Linked DNA regions of Gossypium hirsutum: region 2 is linked to region 1. The links are chromatin contacts, called in public Hi-C maps. All regions are on one chromosome and are shown on one strand. Each heading gives the region's core, a stretch centred on a gene start, on an enhancer-like site or on the middle of the called end of the contact. The rest is flanking DNA. Distances are from core to core; before and after follow the strand shown. Region 1 holds the start of LOC107962338 (probable sarcosine oxidase). Region 2 holds the start of LOC107962337 (probable WRKY transcription factor 17).

Region 1 (6,802 bases), core at 1,134-3,633:
TAGAGAAATTACAAAATTACCCTACTGGTAATTTTGTGGAAAATTTTTTGATTCAAAGCAAACCCACACTTGGCAAACATGAGCTTGAGGATAACAGAGAAGACTACTCGATCGAAGCGTTCATCATAGATGAATCAAAATGGTACAATTTTTATTAAGAGTTTATTACTTTAGATATCACAACCACGTTCTTATTTTTGGAAAAAAAATTAAAACTTTGGTTTTTCCCTTAAACTTATTTTCCGCCACGTTTTCCAAACTCATTTTTCCAATAATAAATTGTCAGGTTAACTGCTTTAGCCTAAAACTCATTTTCTAAACTTGCATTTGAAAACATACATCAGGATTTCTCAAATAAAGTTCTATTCATCCTTTTAGCAACACCATTCTGCTGCAAGGTAACAATTGTGATATGTCTTTCTATTCCTTTTCATTTGCAGTAATCATTAAATTCACCTGAACAAAATTCGAGACCATTATCCGTTCTTTACCGTTTTACGAACCTCCCAATCTACTTTTCTAGAATTGAATTCCACATTTAAAGATCTCGAAGACTTCATTCTTATGCTTCAAGTGGTCGTCAATAAAAGTAAGAAGATATTTGCTACCTCATTAGAGACGACTAGAGTCGAACCCCATAAGTCAGAATGAATGTAGTCAAGGGTCCTTTTTTTCCTATGCACTGCCAAATCAAAGTTGACTTGAGTATGCTTTCCATAAATGCAATGCTTACAGAAATCTAACTTTCCAACTCTAGTGCCTGGTGGAAGATCTCTTTTATTTAAAACCGTGACACCCCACCCGGTGAAGCTTTAATGTTTGAATATTGCAAGAATTTCAGAATAGGTCCTGAGAAGGCTAAATGTTAGATTCGACTAAGAGTTAAAGTTTGCGAGTACTCCCTTGGGCGAAGTCTCTAAAGAGAATAGGTTGACGTGGTTCTATTCGCCCAAACAATGCTTTTGGCAGAAAAAGGTAAAGTAAATAGTTAGCTTAGGAGTAATAAGGGATCTCTAAGAAAAGAACTTAGTGAGTTGTCAAGGAATTTTAAGTATTAGAGATACAGTCGAAATGCATTGCATGCTAAGTTTGTCTAGTATGATCGTGGTTACGTCTTAACAAGTAGTTAGGAACAAACCATGAAATGAAATCATGGATGTTTATATAAATATATAAATGGATTTTCATACATGTTTCCTTACAGCCGTGAACCACCCATACGAAAACTTGATTAGGATTGTAACACGTGTCCAGTTATCATACAAAAAAGGGTTGTATAAAGGATTGTTAGTGGGTCAAATGTTTAGTCATTGATGAGTCAGCCATGCCACATTCAATTTGTCGTTATGATAGATTGATGCTACAATGCCAGTCTGTATATTGCAGAACCTACTGAATAAACAAAATCATTTCAATTGTGATTGCATTAGGTAAACCAAGACCCTCCATTTTTGGAACCTGCTTAAAACAAACACCATGTTATTAATTTCTCAGCATACATGCATAAATACACTGAGCTTATAATCAAATAATAATACTATAGTGGGCCATCATAGAAAGCAAAAGATCAATTAACCATAAAAAGAAAAAAAGAAAAAAAAGAAAGGGATAAATGGATGGTGACAAAAATGAAGGGTGTTGCACAAATAAAGCTACCTAATATGACAAAGGGATTGGCTTTCCACAAGATTCTCATTATCAACTCTTTTTTTAAATGATAAAGTCCCTTTTTTTTTTCAATAAAGTCCTATTTCATCATTAAGAAGACTTCATTTCAACCTTAATTGTGGTGGCCATCAATGTGCAGCAAAAGAATAATGTTTTTCCTTGCACTTGATTTTGATGCCATTGCATTAATTATGCTCATTGTTGTTGTATTTCTGTTATATTTAGTGCATTGACTTAACTCAAAATTGAATTATGTGATTTGTTTTTTCTTTTTTAAATGATTACGTGGTTAAATAAGCAAATACGGTGTTGTAAGATTATTCAGACTTTTTTTCATTACTTTCGTCATATTAATTTTAAAATGTCACATAATTTTCTATGTCATAATTAATTTTAAACAAAAACAATTTTACAAATTTGAGAAAATATAAAGAAAATTTAATTTCAAAACATTGGGTTTTGTTAAGAAAACACGAGATCTTTTTTTATTAATAACAATAATCATGGGTAAAAAATAATCATAAAATTCAAAAGTTTGAATCTTTTTTATTGTGCAAATCAAACTTAATTCAAGTTTAACTCGAACAAAAATGCTTACAACAACTTTAATATAAATATTTTAAGGATTCTATTAATTAAACTATAATTATTAAATGAACGGAATTGAGGAATTTTATAGAATTAAAAAGAAAGGACTGAATCTAAAATGTGAAAAAATACATGAACTGGAAGCATAATTAGAACATGAAACGTTCCAAATATATTGCTTACCAACTTTCGTATGTATTACGGAATTTAGATTAATCTTTAGTCAAATCAGGAAGAAACAAACAACATATGGCAATAATGAAATTACCTCCCAAATGTGGGCCTTTTTTTACATTAAAATATCATTTTAGATGCCTACTGCTATTGGCTAGTACTACTATATATGCCACACACTGCGAAATAATAACTAAGCCAAGTTGAAAGGAATAGCTAAACCCCCTTTCTGTCACTGTAACAGTGCGACGAATATGGGATATTCGGACTTTGAATTTGACGTAATCGTCGTAGGGGCGGGCGTCATGGGGAGCTCCACGGCGTACCAACTAGCCAAAAGAGGCCAAAAAACGCTACTCCTCGAGCAGTTTGACTTTCTCCACCATCGAGGTTCGTCTCACGGCGAGTCACGCACCATACGAGCAACGTACCCTGAAGACTACTACTTCGGCTTGGTCGATGAGTCCTATCGGTTGTGGGAGCAGGCTCAATCTGAAATCGGGTTCAAGGTTTACTTCAAGGCCCAACAGTTCGACATGGGTCCATCCGACACCAAGAGTCTCCTTTCTGTGATCGCTACTTGTCGAAAGAACGCCATCCGGTACCAAGTCCTCGATCACCGGGAAGTCGCTGAAAGATTTTCGGGACGGATCAATATACCGGAGGACTGGATTGGTGTGTCGTGCGAGCTTGGCGGCATCATCAAGCCCACCAAGGCAGTGTCAATGTTCCAAATGCTGGCTTTCAAGAATGGTGCATGCCTTAAGGACAACATCAAAGTGGTTAGCATAAACAAAGATGGTGACCGAGGACTGAAGGTAGCTGCAAGTAACGGTGAAATTTTTTGGGGCAAAAAATGTGTGGTGACAGTGGGTGGTTGGATGAGAAATTTGGTTAAAACGGTGTGCGGCATTGAACTTCCTATCCAACCATTGGAAACCAATGTATGTTATTGGCGGATTAAGGACGGACACGAGGTCGAGTATACAATTGGAAATGATTTTCCGACGTTCGCTAGCTACGGACATCCATACATTTATGGAACACCGTCACTGGAGTACCCGGGATTGATTAAAGTAGCAGTACATGGAGGCTATCAATGTAACCCAGACAAAAGGCCATGGGGACCAGGACTTGTGCCCGACTCATTAAAGCAATGGGTTGAGCAAAGATTCAAAGGGAAAGTCGATTCGAGCAAACCAGTCATAACTCAATTGTGTGTGTACTCGATGACACCTGATGAGGATTTCGTGATCGATTTTTTGGGAGGGGAGTTCGGGAAGGATGTGGTGATCGGAGGTGGGTTTTCAGGTCATGGGTTCAAGATGTCACCCGCGATAGGGAGGATATTGGCTGATTTAGCGCTTATAGGAAAGGCAAAGGGAGTTGAGCTAAAACAGTTCAGGATAGCAAGATTTGAGGAGAATCCTAGAGGGAACATTAAGGAATATGAAGATCAAGTTGGGTTATTAAAAAGTACATTGTGATTACTTGATTCTGTATGTGTTTTTCTTTCAGTTGCCATCAGCATCACCCTACTAATCTTTGCTTCTTTTTCTTTAGCTCTAGAATGAATAATCATCAAGAAAAATAAATAAAACTTCTATCATGTTGATAGAAAAATTTGCTCTTGAAAAGTGATTTAAGTATAGACACTAATTATTTAGATTAGAAGAATTTTTATTGCATTAATTTAAATTTAAAAGTTTTGGGCTTTAACCCATTGGTATGTATATATAAAAAGCCCTTTGACTTTCACAAATTATGCATTTCGGTCCCTCACATAGTCACCATCTCATCAACCGATTACTGCCACCACCATACCCTCTGTCGACAAATCCCATCAACCACCCTGCTGCACACACCAGCTTCACCAAAGTCCCACGCCAGTGCTCCGTTATAAGCACCCTGCAACAAGAAGAAGTGGACGTTAGCAAAATTTTCAGAAAAAAAGAAGACAGCAGTAGCACAGCAAGATTCTTGGTTTGTCTGAGCTAACCCAGAAGCCAAAACCTCCGTTACCAACACCAATCAAGCACCCCACTGCCTTCACCATTCAACACCTTGCCTCGTCTATACACTAGCTCCCCTCCCTCAATTAACCATTACCATCTCTAAACAGCAACCTCCTCAACTCGCCCAACTCCACCATTTCCATAGCCCTCTTGCAACACCTTAACTATCCATCATCATACTTCAGCACCAAGCCTAGCTCCCCAAACCATAACTCACAAACCCAGCAGCAAGCGAACAGAGACCAATAGAGAACCCAACCACAAATTCAACTAAAAGAAAAAAGAGAAAGGGACCTGAATCGAAGCCTGCAAAACCGAAAAGAAGGAAGAGCTTCATCCGAACCGCACCTCCAAACAGAGAAAAGTCGGTATTCAAAAAATAGTAAAAGAAATCGAAAAATAAAAAGAAACGCCACTAATCTTTTGGGTTCGGATCTCCAGTGCGGAGAATAACATACTGGAAAATCGAGGCGGTTGAACGGCGGTATTTGCAAATCGATCGTGATCCGAAGGGTAGATTCAGAAGGGTTTTAGGCCATTTTAAAAATTCTAAGCCTTAAATGAGGAGAGTGTGACGAGAGCTTCGGTTTTGTGTTAATGGTAGGGACCAGCCGAAGAAAGCCATGGACGGCGGTGGCTCATGGTGGTAGGGTTGTGAAGGAGAAGTAGAGAAAGAAAAGAACGAAGAAAGTAGAAGAGGAAAGGGCTGAAGAAAAGGGAAAAAAAAATAATTATAAAAGGGGAGTGGCGGGCCCATGTTGATGCTTTAAATATATCATTAGTGCTTAAATAATGAGTAAATTTTTATCTTTTTCACTTAACTTAAAAAAATACAATTTAATCATTAAAGTTTTTAAAATTATACTTAAAAAAATACAATTTAATTATTAAAGTTTTCAAAATTATTTTTTATGCCGCTCAATTGTTAAATAACATTTTTTTTAGTTGATATAATAATTTAGTCATCAAATTTTATATTTTTTTATTAATTTTACCTTGATTCTATATTAAAATTATTAAAGAATTTAAAATTATTTTAAAATAGAAAATTCTAGAAAAAAATTTTAAAAAATAAAATCTCGAAATATTGTTGCTGAAGAGCTAATATGTATGGGAAATAAAGAAAATGATCATTCAATAGAATTTAATAACAAATTTAAAACATAACGAAACCAAAAGAAGTTAGATCATTATATGATTCCTCACTATTTCTTAAAACCAAATTAGTAATATTTATAGTCAAGTTTCAAACCCTTAAAGAACATTCAAAACTGATATTAGAAAGGCTTATGAAATTGACTCTGATATTTTTTTAATAAAAAATATAAAATATACCTCAAAATTTTGTTTTCCAAACTCAATTTAAAATTTTAATTATTTAAATAGTTTATCAAATCTAAATTATAAAAATAAATTATATTTTTATATATATAAAAAAAACTATGTCAATAAATAGACGAGATAAAAACAAAGAAGTAATAATTTTGTTTAATATTTTTATTTTTTTCTATTTTTTTCACTGCAAAATTGCCATGTTTTAATAATATTGCAAAAAGCACCTGTCAAATACAAAGATAATAATAGTTCTTGGGCAACCAAAAGAGCAGAATAATAAATAAATTAATCCTTCCTCTTCCAGCCCAAGAGCCTCAACATGCTAGTAAACGTTTCAGGTTGATGAAAAAAATCGATAAACCACTTTTAATTTGAAACATCCATACCTCTGTTAGCTAAAGATTAAGTCTTCTAGCTTCTTACTGCTACTGAGCCTTTGAATGTAAGACCCCTTACCCAAGTTCGAGGCCGGGACTGGGCACGAGGTATTTCCTAACTTAAACGCATGCATACAATCATTTCCGAGTTATAAAAACTAGATCTTATTTAAAACTTTTCACTCTTAATCTAGAAATTTTTAATATGGGCCAGCAAGCCCAAATCACACTTAGGAAATGATTCGGGATTAATCTGAACACCGTTAAAAACTTTGAAATATGTCACTTAAAATAGGGGCACATGCCCGTGTGGAAAGGTGACACACCCGTGTGGCCATTTTGACATGGCCGTGTTGAAGGCCCGTGTAGTTCACACGACCTAAAGCACAAGGGGACATGCTCGTGTCCCAAACCCGTGTCAATTTAATTCCAAATTCGAACCAACAAGGGTTTTCACACGGCTGGACACACGCCTGTGTCTATAGCCCGTGTCCCTCACACAGCCATGACATGCTCGTGAGTAAAAACCTTGACATTTTGTTTCTGACGTCAGCAACCAATTAGGGGCACACGCCTCTGGCCAGAGGTCGTGTTCTCCACACGGCTAAGACACACGGTCGTGGCTCTGCCCGTGTGTTTACTACC
Region 2 (6,802 bases), core at 3,147-5,646, 200 kb after region 1:
TGTTACACTCATAGAAAGATGTTTCCATCAATGAATAAGAAAGAAAAATTTTTAAGTTACATTTGTATAAGGCGTAACACTTGAGATTTGAATCCAATAGATCAGGTCAAGTCGACGGCATTACATGCTTGGATGGTGAGAAAGTAAGGGAAAATTTTTGGGGTTCTTGAAAGAAGAAAGATGAAGCCAGAAAAAGAAAAATAAGAAAAGAAAAAGGGAAGAAAATGAGGGAAAAGAAAAAGAAAAAAAGTATAGTAGGATGCCACATGGTGGTGTGCGATTGGTTAGCGTTGCCACGTCAGCAGAAATTAACGTCATTAGTCTCAGGTACCAATATAGTGGACAGAAAAGTTCGGGTACCAATTTGGGACAAAAAAACCATAAATACCAATCTCGGAGACATGGACGAGTTCGAGTACCAATTTTATATTTTAAACCTCCAAAAAAATTCAATTTCAGGTAATTACCCTAAACATAACTAGCTCCTTGGTTTTCCTAAAGTAGGAGACCAAACTCTAGCAAGTTAAAATAGATGAACTATTTTTTCATTTTTCATAATTGTTGAGGTAAGTTTTGACTGTAGTGACCATTATACTTGGCACTGTGCAAATGTCGTACCTTGTCTTATTTGTTGGCATGTTTAACCAAAATCTCTTGGTTGTTTGCTTGCATTTTTTTTATGGATTTTGTACAACCAATCTCGTGTTTATTGAAGAAGAGATTGAATCAAGCGATGTTACTTTCAAGGATTCTTATGTCGTCTACCTACCTTAAATACTGAGATGTGCACTGTAAGATAATATGGGTTGACTTTATGAAGATTTATCTCAATTTGTATCCTTATAAAAAGTGAAATAAATTTATGAGATTTAGAAAAATCATGATAGATTCAATTTTACTTAGTAAAGTTGAATTTGTGTTGTAAATACAAAAAGATGTTCAACCTTGATAGAGATTTGATTGTTGAGGCAGTTATGGAAGGAGTGCCAAGAGCAATGCCCACTGTGTTTGGCTCAACCTCATAACTTTCAATATTTGGAGTTGTCATTTTTTGTAAACAAAATAGTTGGGTTGTGATCTTTATTGTTATTTTGGATGTGTGCAACCTATTTTTGAATATTAACCTTTTTAAGAAACATATATTGAAGATTGGATCAAGCAAATCAAATCTCTTATTTTATGGAGATTGTCTTGATTGATGTAAAGATTTACTTAGGAGATATTTGATTTATTCTAAACTTTATGAGGATAATTATAAAGCATTTCTATAAAGCTATTTTAGTGGATTCTTGATTTCAATTGGTCTTTAACTTAGCAAGCCTAAAACTCTTATATATTAAATGCTTGTGTAAGTTTAAAGACCTAAGAGTTCTTTGAATTTATCTATTCATTAGGAATTTATCTCTGAAAGTGTATTTTTGTGAGTAAACAAGTGATTTAGATTTTTAAGTACAAAAGTGAAATTGCTAAATCTAGGTGTGTTAGGACTTAAATAAGTTGTTGTATGAGATTAAAAAATAATAAATTATCTCTTTAGACAATACCCTGCAGATATACAGAATTTGAACTACATAAGCATAATAACGTGTGTTATTCATTGTAATATTTCTTCTAGCACTGCTCAATCTTGCACAACCTTTTAATGGATTGGGAATTGAAAATAAGCATTAGATTTTGCGATGTGGAAGTATTTTTAATTAATTATGTTATTATATATTATGACATAGAAACAAATCATGAATACAAATCTCAAAGTCTAATTTTGACTGGGATTTTTTTTTAAATGCGTAGACATCAAGTAAATATGTAATTTCTTTAATAATGTTTTTCTTATGTTTAATTTTTATCGTTTTCTGTATTTGTTATAAAATATGGTGGAGGAAATTTGAAGATTTAGGAGTAATGTTATAATGATGGACGACTTTTTGAGCGATTTAATTAATTTGGAAACACTACGTGCGTAGCATTTTAAAACTTCCAATGAAATACTAAAATTATGATCAATTTTAAATATCGTCTGAATACTATATTGGATTTGACAATTTCTTTTTAAATGTATAAAATATAAATTAAAAATTTAATCTCATTTATCATTTAAAAAGACTGGTGAAGCAATTCAGCTTGATAACCTGAATCACAGACTTTTAATTTTTAATTAGATTATTATTATTTTGTTGTATTATGATTTAATTATATAATGTAACTTAATATTAGTTAAATATTAAATAATTAATAAATTAATATTTATTTTTATTTTATTTTATGCATAAAAATTGTCGAGGATATTATACAAAAAATATTAATGAGGATAATAAAATTTTATTAAGGTAATTTATTTGAAAAATTACAAGTACATTTGGTGACTGCACTAGATCCCAACATGTTATGCATTTGAAATAGTTTCAATAAAAAAATTAATTCTATATACAATTTAAATAATTCATAAAATACATTAAATTATAAACAATGGTTAAAATTATGATTTGGCTTTAAAAAGCAAAAGCATGCATTTCTCAAATGCAAAAATGCAAAATATGTGCTTTTACATTTGATTAACTTAAAAATCAATCTATTTACCATCGCTTATGAAAGCAGTTTAAAAAAACCAAACAATGTTTTAACTGCATGGCTAATGAAATTTTGTATGGAATATTTTTTTTTTTAAATTTAAATATTCGAGATTAAAATAATACTAAAATTCTAATATTTTAAATATAGTAGATACAAATATTTAACTGCCGGACACCTGTTATTAACTTAATCATAATTACACTTTATTTTATCATTTTTATTTGATCTCAATGTTGTCAATCTAATTGCATTTTATAGGAATGCAATTCATTCGCAATAGCTACAAAATGCAATGATTTTCAATTAGGAAACAATGCTGAAATATAAGATCGGGATGATGATAATTTTCAGAAATGATATATTTTTTTATATAAATATAATCTTAATTATGTTTAAAAATATTATATTCTTTTTGGCAAACAATTATAATATATATTATTCTAGTTAATATAATTACTTTTAATAATCATTTGTATTTCTCTGTTTTAATCCAAATATATATCTCATTGAATACTTTTATTATTATTATTTTTTTAACCTCACAAAAAATAATAATGAAGTGAGATAAGCAGTGTGAAAGACAGTATTGAGGGACTCGGTCCATTTTCTTCACTGGGTACCGGCTAATATTTCATGACTCATTAAAAGTGATGCCACGTGGCTACCTTAATAGTCCCTCGGGGCTCTTAAAATAGGAATTAATACGTAGTCAACTCTGTCATGAGCTAAACAACCGTTAGATTCGCGGTGGAATAATCGAAGGGTTAAGAAAAGAATTACCGGCACCATCCGGTTTTGTAGAAAAAATAAAAATAAAAAAGTTGGCCAACTGTTTTATATTAATAAAAAGGGAAGGACTACACGTGATTCCCGACTTTTAGTCAGCTTTGAGCCTATCTTTGAAATTCTTTTCAATGTAAAATTTGTTTAAATTAACATTCAATATCTCAAAATTTCAACTTTTTATCAACAGATTTGATTGGCTTAAGACATTTTCACTATGAATTAAAAAAAAAAACTAACACTAATGTTTCTAGATATCATCCATTCAAGTTTTGTTTTGTCTAATATGAAAATTGATTTAATTTTGCCATTCCTTTTGAGTTTCAATGTGAAAGGATAATATAAAAACTAAAATTGACTTCACCCATCACCCTAAGAGTTCAATCAGACCTCAATCCATGCCTACAAATATTTGCATTTCAAGAAAGCAAAATCAAAATGAAGTATGATACATAACGACTCCTCTTCTCCATGCCTAAGGAGGAAAAACTCAAGTACCAACTTCGAAATAAAACCAATACAAAAGAAACCTAAACATAACTATGCTTGTTGGGTTTGATTAGTAATAGTAAGAGTTTCTACTTTATATGGGCATCGTCAACGTTGTTGATAAGTTATTTCAAATCCCTCATTTACTCCTTTGGACCAAAACCAAATCTTACATCATTTTCTTCTCGCCTTGGGTCCAAAACTTCCAAGAAAAACAATAACAATACGATGCAAAAGCAATTAGGTTTAATTTTGGTCTTGTTCTCTCTTCTCTTTCCACATTTCAATTTCAGTCTCTTTCCTTTTAATCTAAAAAATCTACTCCAAATTAATAATTCAAAATGAATTGATAATCATTATAAAAAAATTATTTTTAAATTGGATTACGTATTAAATTTAAAATTATAAGGTTTTGTGTTTGAATTTAAATATATATAATGAACCATAGATTTTGGGAGGCTTTATATTGGCCATAGAATCAATTTTACTTTACAAAAATGCTATATAAGCCAGTTTAATTAAAGTTTTTAGATTGCACTTTAATTATTAAATTAGAAAGTAAAATTAGAGATTAAATTTAAAATGTGTAATCAGTACAGGGACTGAGAACAGAATTTAGATCTAACAATTATCAATGCTTTCTCCATGAAATTCTTAAAATCAATCTTAGCCGTTGGATTAAAACTCCACTACGGATTCCCATCATATCTATTACCCGGTCACCCGGTCATCGTTCAACCTTTATAATCAACCCTTGTTGCTCCCATATCTCTAACTCTTTGCCTTTCATCTTCATCCCCTCCTTTTTCGCAGGCTTCAATGACTTGCTGACCTCTCAAGTTACCTTCCCTGCAAAGCTTCGTTTCTGTTTCTTTAACCTCAAAATGGCGGTGGATCTGATGAGTTTTCCGAAGATGGATGATCAGATGGCGGTACAAGAGGTTGCATCGCAAGGCTTGAAGGGCATGGAACACCTGATCCGTCTCCTTTCTCACCAGTCCAAAAACGTCGACTGCACCGACCTCGCCGATCTCACCGTCTCTAAATTCAAAAAGGTCATTTCACTTCTCAACAGAACCGGTCACGCTCGGTTCAGACGCGGGCCGATTCAACCCCTTTCTTCCTCATCTTCCCCCTCGACATCATCCTCTGCTTCTCTGTCTGTTCCGAATTCTCAAAACAATCTAACTCTAACTTCTGCTGCGATCTCAACGCCGGCGAACATAAATACGGCGCTGGTCGGTACTTCGGTTATCAGTCCTTCTAGCTTCGTTCAATCGCAGCCGCAGAGTTTGACTCTGGACTTTACAAAACCTAATTTGTTTGGCTCCAACGGTAAAAGTACCGAGTTGGAGTTCACAAAAGAAAGCCTTAGCGTTTCCTCTAACTCTTCGTTTATGTCTTCTGCCATCACCAGAGATGGCAGCGTCTCGAACGGGAAGCAGGGATCATCTCTATTCTTGGCGCCGGCACTGGCCGTTTCGACGGGAAAGCCACCGCTATCGTCGACACCGTTCAAGAAGAGATGCCATGAACATGACCACTCCGATAACGTTTCCGGCAAGATATCTGGCTCCGGCAATAGCAAGTGCCATTGCTCAAAGCGAAGGTATATAATATTGTTTTCCTAGTTTTATCCTCCAATTCATGGCATATTTTAACCGTCAGTTTAGGTTTTTGACTTTTATGGGATACCGTAAGCAAAATTCAAAGTCGAATAATTTAAAGTAACTTAATGAGTTAACTCGAGTCGAGTTGCTTTGAAACCGGCCGAGTTTAGCTGGAATCAATATCATGTAGAATTATTGGTCAAAGCCTGGGGGATTGTTGAACAGTTTAGGCATATTAAATGATAGAGCGCGCGTGATAACGACAAAAGCTGTAATTTTAATTGGGAGTGGCAATCAAATTTCTGAACCTCGGTATTACAACTATTTTGTCTTATGAGATGCTTTTCAAGTTTGACTTTTCTTTTTGGTTGAATAAAGATAAAATAAAAAAAAAGAAGGGGGGGGACCATAGCACTGGTGGTGCATGCATGATAGGGAATCCTACTCCGCTTTATTATTTAAATCAAATTATTGCTTATGGTTTGTGTATTGGTTAATTGAATAATTTTCAGGAAAAATAGGGTGAAGAAAGTAATAAGGGTTCCTGCCATAAGTTCGAAGATCGCCGATATTCCACCAGACGAGTATTCATGGAGAAAATACGGGCAAAAGCCAATCAAGGGCTCCCCATTCCCGCGGTATCCTGCTGCTTTTCCTTTTTCAATATGCAACTTCATATCATTAGATCAAACGGTAGATAATTTGTTTTGACTTATTTTCTCAGAGGATATTACAAGTGCAGTAGCGTTAGAGGGTGCCCCGCGAGGAAACACGTGGAGCGAGCACCTGATGATCCGTCAATGTTGATTGTAACGTACGAAGGGGAGCACCGACACACTCAACCCGCAATGCAGGAGAATATGGCTCCTGCCGCAGGAATGGACTGGTCTTCGAGTCAACGTGATAATAAGCAAATATCAATCTAAACTAATTTATACATAAAAAAAGAGTTTAGTGGTGTTTTGTAATATTTTGAAGTAGGCTGGGGCAATTGGATGTATATTGGTATTGTACTAATTGTAATTCCAAATTAAAAAGTAGACTGACAAAGTCGTAGAGATTATGCTTAAAGTAAAAGTTCTTTCTCTCTCTTCACTGTGTGTGGATGCAACGAATGAGATTCTGTGATAGTGAAGATTATATATGTTCTTTATTTTTTAAAAGGGTAATTACCTAGTAGTTGCGAAACTATGCTTTTTAAGTCAAACTCTATAAGTTCATAAAATGGTGATTTAATTATTAATTTTTTTTATTTATAAAAAGGTTAAAACAATCTTTTATTTTTTTCTCTGATTTGCATTAGAATAATTAAATAATAAAGTGATTATTTTATAGTTTTTTATAATTGG

What was found. Hi-C and Micro-C count contacts between places; a contact is called where the count stands out from the background.
Region 2: a contact with region 1 is called in a Hi-C map of leaf, with 2.5 times the contacts expected there. The contact joins the promoter of LOC107962337 here to the promoter of LOC107962338 in region 1. A contact is called at or near these places in 16 of 34 Hi-C or Micro-C datasets (anther, callus, fibers and 4 more).

What each region holds. Positions count from the first base shown.
Region 1 is chrA06:45,748,737-45,755,538 of Gossypium_hirsutum_v2.1, forward strand. LOC107962338 (probable sarcosine oxidase) reads left to right here and starts at 2,384. Exons shown (of 1, transcript XM_016898681.2): 1 at 2,384-4,067. The coding sequence starts at 2,685. The coding sequence ends at 3,917. LOC107962339 (a long non-coding RNA gene) reads right to left here and starts at 5,308. Exons shown (of 2, transcript XR_005928685.1): 1 at 4,904-5,308; 2 at 4,069-4,751.
Region 2 is chrA06:45,942,022-45,948,823 of Gossypium_hirsutum_v2.1, forward strand. LOC107962337 (probable WRKY transcription factor 17) reads left to right here and starts at 4,397. Exons shown (of 4, transcript XM_041114704.1): 1 at 4,397-5,452; 2 at 5,966-6,091; 3 at 6,178-6,329; 4 at 6,332-6,544. The coding sequence starts at 4,728. The coding sequence ends at 6,357.